Regions from separate parts of the Mus musculus genome. Here region 1 is linked to region 2. The links are chromatin contacts, called in public HiChIP or PLAC-seq maps. All regions are on one chromosome and are shown on one strand. Each heading gives the region's core, a stretch centred on a gene start, on an enhancer-like site or on the middle of the called end of the contact. The rest is flanking DNA. Distances are from core to core; before and after follow the strand shown.

Region 1 (3,477 bases), core at 331-2,830, 70 kb after region 2:
GCTAGCCTAAGGTGCTGAGGCACATTACGTGTGTGACTGGGTCGCCTCTCAGAAGCTGACTGCTTGCTAGCATGTACAAGGACTGGCTCCTGTTCCCAGCACTGAAAACAAACAGAACCAACACAGTAAGGGACAGAAAGCAAGGATGTAAGCGTGGCCAGGCATGGTGGCCCATGCCTTTAACCCCAGCACTTAGGAAGCAGAGGCAGACAGAGCTCTGTGAGCTGAAGGGCAGTCTGCTCTACAGACTGAGTTCTAGGCCAGAGCAACAAACCATCACTCAGGGTTAACACAGGGAGGCCCTCCATGCTTGAAATCATAAAAACTGAACAAAAGTTCAGCACAAACTGTACAAAAAAATACTGACATGGGGCTTTGTCCCTCAAAAGATAGCCTGTGAGACAGAAGGAAAAGACAGACAGACTTCCACTACATATTTAGTCACAGACAAATTTGGGAACTGTGGCAGCAGTGGCAGCTGTCAAAAGAGAGTAGGTCTGTGTGAGTGCGTGTGGGTTGGGTGATGAGTGTTTGTCTGTGTGGTATGTGTGTGCTTTTATGTATGTGTCTCTGTGTGTATGTGCACATGGGTGCATTTGTGTGTGAGTGTGTGTGTGTGGTGTGTGCATGCATATGTATGTGTTTGTATGTGAGTGTGTGCGGTATGTGTGTGTGCATTTGTATGGGATGTGTGTGTGAGTATGGTGTGTGTGTGTGTGGTGTGAGTGTCTGTGTATGCATGATGTGTGGTGTGTGTGGTGGTGGTAATAGTGGTATATGTATGTGTGTTGGTGTGTGTGTAGTCTGTTTGTATGTGTGTGTTTATGTATTGTGGAGTGTGCCGTGTTTATGTGTGGTGATATGTGTGATGTGTTTGTGTATGTGTTTTGATGTGTATGTGGTATGCATATGGTGTGTGTGGTATGTGTGTGTGTGTGGGGTGTGTGTGGTGGTGGTGTGTGTTTCTGTATGTGTTGTGAGTGTTGGGATCAAATCTTGGAGCCTAAAGCAAGCACTCAACTGCTAAGCCCCAACCACAGCTCCAGGAGGGACTTTGAAACAAAGATCCTCGGCTAGATCTAATACATTAACAGTCCTGGCATATGAGATTGGGGGTGGTTAACTTAAAGTGTGCGTAGTCCACCCCCTGTATGGTAGGCTTTCATAATGAGCTGACCTAGCTACTGGCCTGCCCTATCCAGGCCTTCATCAACAGGCCCCTGGGGCTAGCTGGATTAGATAATCTGAATTGTGGTTTCTCTACCTCCTAGCCCCAACCCCCACTGTATCTGACCGGGGAGATGGCACCTGGGGAGGTGGTGTTGTGACCTGGCCCTCTTGGGCTTTGTTCGCAGAAATTAGGGTTGATATGCAGGGATCTTTCTCTCCTTTGTGAAATGTCAGAGGTAGTTCAAAGGTCACTAGAGGTCTGCACCCTCCAAACCACGGGCCCCTACCTTCTTGAGTTGTGAGGGACTCAGGCAGGCCATGGGGAATACTGCAGGACTCAGCTGGCTCAGCTCGATGGCTCCAGGGCTGGAGAGGAGAAAGTTCAGGAGGGGAGAAAGACCAGTGACTGAGGCCCAGAAGGATTTAACTCTTACCTACCCAGAAAATATTCAACCCCATGCTCCACCCTTCCAAACAAATCCAGTCTGTGCCTTCCACCCAGGGCCCAGTCCCTCCCCTTGCTCCTCCCCCATTTCTGACCTTGGAGGTGGGCCCAGTCTCAGCCCTGGCCCAGCCTCCAGTTAATCCAGGATTAGCTTTTACCTGTTTTCTTTCATAGGCTGGCTTGATCCCTCAAGTCTTTCTCTAAAATTCACTCCCGGGCAGTACTAGTGTGTCTAGTGTGGGCTGGCAGGAGACTGCCAGGATGTTTGAGTCAGCACTAGCACGAGGAAGGAAAAGGCTAGAAAGTCCCCAGTCGCAGGATCTAAGTTTACCCTAGAGGGACATCTGTTAGACTGCAGGGCTTGGGCCCTGAGTGGCTTTGGACTGTGAAGGCCAAAGGGTCCTAGGAAGATAACTTTGTGTGCTTCTTCAGCTTTGATCTGGAGCCTCTGGATGCTGGAAGAAAGTCTATGAAGAGGTGCTAAGGAAAGGCAGATGAGCGTCCTGGGGAACAGAGCCAGGGGCCTCGGGATGAGGAAAGATAGAGATGTTTTCTGCTCTCCAGCCTCAGACCCTCAGACTGGTGTCTACGGTGGGGTGGCAGGGTGGCCAGAACCACAGTGAGCTCTGAAAAGCTGCTCACTGGCCTTCCCAGAAATGGTGCTTTGTACAGCCAGGGGACAGAGTGTCTCAGGAGTCAGCAAGGGGACATACTGCTCAGCTGTCAAGAGCCTTGGCTCCTGACCAAGTGTTTTTCTGGGCCATAACAGTGGGAGCTACTGCTTTGTCTGGGCTGTCCAGGCCTCAAGAGAGCCAGTGAGGGCTGTGGCCACTGGCCCCTAGGGCTGATGGAAATTCTCTCGGGTCAGGCTGGAGAAGGCTTGGAGACAGACCCGGGAAAGTCACAAGGCAGGGCAGGCAGAACTTGTCCTTTCTGATGCAACCGCTGAGCAAAAACAGACACTCTACCAAGTTCCAGGAACAAAGAGCAGAGAAGGCCCCCGCTGCTGAGCCAGCAATGGCCTGGGGACCTCACCAAACCAGGGGGGGGGGGGAGGCTCAGCCAGACAGGTGGTCCTTTACTTTCTCTGCAGTGGGTGTCTAACAGGCCAGGGTGAACAGCAAGTACTACTCACTGCTGATAAGCAGCCTGGGATTAGCATCTAGGAAGTGCCTTCCCACTGCTTCACCCAATGCTACAGGGTGAGCATGAGTGGGTGGAAATAAAACTTATTTCTTCAGTTTCTCCAAATTTTCTAAGTTGTTCTTGAAGGTAGGGATTAGGCCCACACTGTGGTTTTAGGTAGGGTGGTGAGGCCTGGGTGGATGGGCAGGCTAAGGGGCCTCTGTTCTATTCACTCTGCTGGCCTCAGGGGGAGGGTGGGTGGTGTTCCCACATCTCCTTTTTTTCCTCAGAAGCTAACCAGTTCCAGACTGAATTCTACAGGTCTGGGGCAGAGGCCAGAAAGTCTCTCCCAACCCCCACTCCTACTCCTGGGTGGGGTAGGGGCAGTGGAACTGGATTAGACCAGACCAGACAGGACAGGAAGTTCCTGGACTGGAGGTATGTAAGAGGGTCTTTCTGTGAGTGAAGCCCTCTGTCCATCCTCCCTATCTGCAAGCAGTCCACAGGGACAGAGACGACTCAGGTCTGAGGAATCAGTGCCTGTGGAGCTCAGGTGTCCTCTTTGATCACACTTTGGCCTCTTCCTCACCTAAATACTTGTGAAGGAGGGGCTCCTCATAGGCACATAGTCCAGAAGGCTGCGGGGAGACTTCTGAATGCTATGGCTTGACCTGTAAGCCCAAATCCATCCACTGGAAACTTCGTTCCAGCTGTTTTGATAGACCATCAAATGGCCC
Region 2 (2,970 bases), core at 170-2,669:
CTTATTGTTTCCCACTAATAGTACTTGCTTTCACATCATACAAAACATACCCGAAATTCTTTTTAGAATAGGCAGGAAGTTAGAGGCTAGCCTGGGCTACAAAGTAGGACTACCTCTAAAAAAAAATAAATAAATAAAAAATAAATAAAAAGGAAAAGGCTGGTAGTAGAAAACATTGCTCTAGTCAGGCATAGTAGAGCATGCCTTTAATCCCAGCTTTTGGGTGGAGGAAACAGAGGCAGAGGCAAGAGGGCAGCAGATCTCTATAGGTTTTAAGTCAGCCTGGTCTACAAAGGACAGCCAGGGCTGTTACACAGAGAAACCCTGTCTTAAGTCCTGCCCTCACCAGAGAAAAGACTGTTCTATAGTGTATCCATTATCTCTTCTAGAGTGAGCCCTTAGGTTAAAGAGCCCATGCCTGCCCTATAAAGCAACCCTCTCTAGCCCACCCCTGCCCTCACTCTGCTCACACCAACCAGGGATCAGAACACAGCAGATGCTGACCTGAAGCTGCTCACACCTTCCACGGTCCACCCGATCTTCCCGGCACACGATGCCTGCCTGACTAGCTCTGCTGAAATGGCTGAGAGCCATGCCTCTCCCAGGGCTTCCCTCAAAGCCTGCGCCCACAGGCTCCCACCTTCCCGTCCTCCCCCAGGGTGGTGGCAGCCTTGAGTACAGCCTGTGTGCTGTCAGACAGCCTGCTGATGTCCCCTCACCCCATCACGCTGGTCCTTGTGCCGGGGCCGAGGGCAGTCATCTGTCTCCATGCTGTCCTTGTCCTCGGCAGCGCTGTCGGATGCCAGGCTGTGGCGGGTCTGATCAAAGAGTGCAATCACCTCTTCTTGGAGAGTCTCACAGACGTTCAGCACCAGCTGGGAGTACTGGGGGATATCACCGACTGCAGAACAGATGAGAGGGTGCTGTCACACAGGTGGGCCATTCTGACGAAAGGCAGTAGAGTACCAAGAGGAAGGGGAAGGGGTAGTGGGAAATAAAGCACTCCCGGTGTAAAAATCCCACGGCCCAGTTGGAGCTGGGGCTCACCTCGCAGCTCCTTCATCTGTAACACTGTGATGAATGCAGAGAACACCTTGGCCTTGGTCTTTTCCATGAGCTGCTGGTCTGCCTGAAGCACCCCTTCCAGGATCTCTGTCAAGGGCCCAAGGATTTTCTCCACAGCACCCAGCTCTCTGAAAGACCAAGGCAGCAGCATGCCTCACTCAGTGTCCCCAGTGCCCCTCAGAAGCCACAGGCAGTCTCCCTCACTGCAGGCTTGTCTGCCGAGTTGCTCCATTTTCTGTGAAGTATACTAGACGGTCTGGGTGAGGAAGGGTGGGCAGGCAGTGCTGAGGCAGATGGAGCCTCGGGCGGCCAGCTCTCGTCCCAGCACTCACCTCTTCCACTGGCGTAGGAGGATAAGCAGCAGGGTGCACATCATGGAGCCCAGCCGGAGGCAGTTCACAGATGCTGCCACAAGGAGCTGAGGGGAGGAGCGGCAGAGCAGTCAGGAGTCTGGCTGCTTAGAAGCAGCCTCCACTGCACAGATAGACACACAGGCCCTCCTCACCTAACCCTGACTTCTCCCAGGAGCAAGGAGCTGGGGCACCTCTTTATCACTGAGCCTCACCTCCAGGCCACCTGAGCACTGACTGACCGCCCTTTGAGCACTGAGAGCTCCCTGTGTGACCTTCAGGAAAGGGGAACTCCCGGGCATACTTACTAATGCTTTGGTCCCATCAAGCACATCAAGAAACAGCTGGCGCCGCACTGCCATGTCAGTCAAGTGCATGACGTCTGCCTGCAATGGGCGGGAGAAGGATTATGCTCAAGACAGACTTTAAGAACCAAGAAGTGAAGGGCTTCATGAGGCCATTCCCAATCGGAACTCCATCCATCCTTCCTGTGCTCCGCATTCTGCTCAGGCTTCCCAGGGACAAGAAGGTCACCTGCTGTAGGACCTTCAGCCCCACCTGGGCTCCCTCTAGCCCAGCCCTCCCTACAACCTCCTCCTTTTCGTTTCTTTGAAAGTGGTCTCACCATGTTGTTATGCAGGCTGTGGCTAACCCATGGTCCTCTGTGCTCCAGCTTCCCTGTTAGCATGTGCTAATAACCACACCCACTCATCGATGGCTCTGAACATACCAAGTGCTTTCTCCTGCACTCAACGCCTGCAGTCTCATCTGCCTAGACTTCATGCCGACATGCTCTCTGCCCAAGGCATCTTACATACTCAGGTGTCTGGCATTACTTCTCAGAGGCCACCATGGCTACTCTTATGTCATGTGTTAGCTATCACATCATCGTCCTTGCCATTATCATCAAGTACAACCCCCTTACAGTTTCATCTGCGAGTTTACAACTGACCTCAAGCCCTTATCTGCCCCCACCCCTCTCTCAATACACAGTGTCTCTGTGTAGCCTGGCTGTCTAGTAACTGACTTTGTAGACCAGGCTAGGCCTCAAACTCAAAGATCCAGCTGCCTCTGCCACCACAGTTAACACCCCTCCCAGCCTCCCCACCCCTTCTCTGACACTTTGAGTCAAACAGCAGTTTCCCCTCCCTTCACTCCTCCCAGTCCCCTTCCTACATTTCCATTAAAAAAGAAAAGAATGGACCTCCCAGGGATATCAAGTTAACCCATCAGAATGAGTTACTGTAAGACTAAGAACAAACCCTCAAAATTAGGCTGTACAAGCCAAGCAAGTCAGAGAGTCTCTGTGAGGCTCTAGGAGCACAGTTAGCGGGTTCTATGGGTCATCTTTCTTGCGCTGTCCTCACTTTGTGACCAGGCCTTCCCTGCTTATTCATTGCTATATCCTGTAGTGATAATTCTAGAGTTTTGATTTCTTTAAAAAAACACAGAAATTGCTGGGCAGTGGTGGTGCACGTCTTTAATCCCAGCACTTGGGAGGCAGAGGCAGGTGGATTTCTGAGTTCTAGGCCAGCCTGGTCTACAGAGTGAGTTC

Evidence for each region. HiChIP or PLAC-seq counts read pairs in DNA pulled down with a chosen protein or histone mark.
Region 1: an H3K27ac HiChIP or PLAC-seq map of embryonic stem cells shows a contact between it and region 2, with 9 read pairs. The contact joins the promoter of Phyhd1 here to the enhancer-like site in region 2. A contact is called at or near these places in 1 of 39 promoter capture datasets (macrophages), 1 of 484 Hi-C or Micro-C datasets (nephron progenitors), 1 of 115 datasets of contacts at active chromatin or transcription factors (embryonic stem cells) and 3 of 9 other capture datasets (adipose tissue, liver and pancreatic islet).

Annotation. Positions count from the first base shown.
Region 1 is chr2:30,264,922-30,268,398 of GRCm38.p6, reverse strand. It overlaps Phyhd1 (phytanoyl-CoA dioxygenase domain containing 1), which reads right to left and starts at 1,580. Exons shown (of 11, transcript NM_001252570.1): 1 at 1,458-1,580. The coding sequence starts at 1,490.
Region 2 is chr2:30,335,155-30,338,124 of GRCm38.p6, reverse strand. Nup188 (nucleoporin 188) reads right to left here. Exons shown (of 44, transcript NM_198304.3): 31 at 1,724-1,801; 32 at 1,398-1,483; 33 at 1,048-1,193; 34 at 720-901. Among named protein-coding and RNA genes, the nearest start is that of Sh3glb2, 23 kb to the left of the region's middle. Within about 2 kb of position 1,419, at least 21 of the 459 cell types and tissues checked have an H3K27ac peak or open chromatin away from gene starts, as enhancers often do. A contact at or near this core is called in embryonic stem cells, where this site is marked.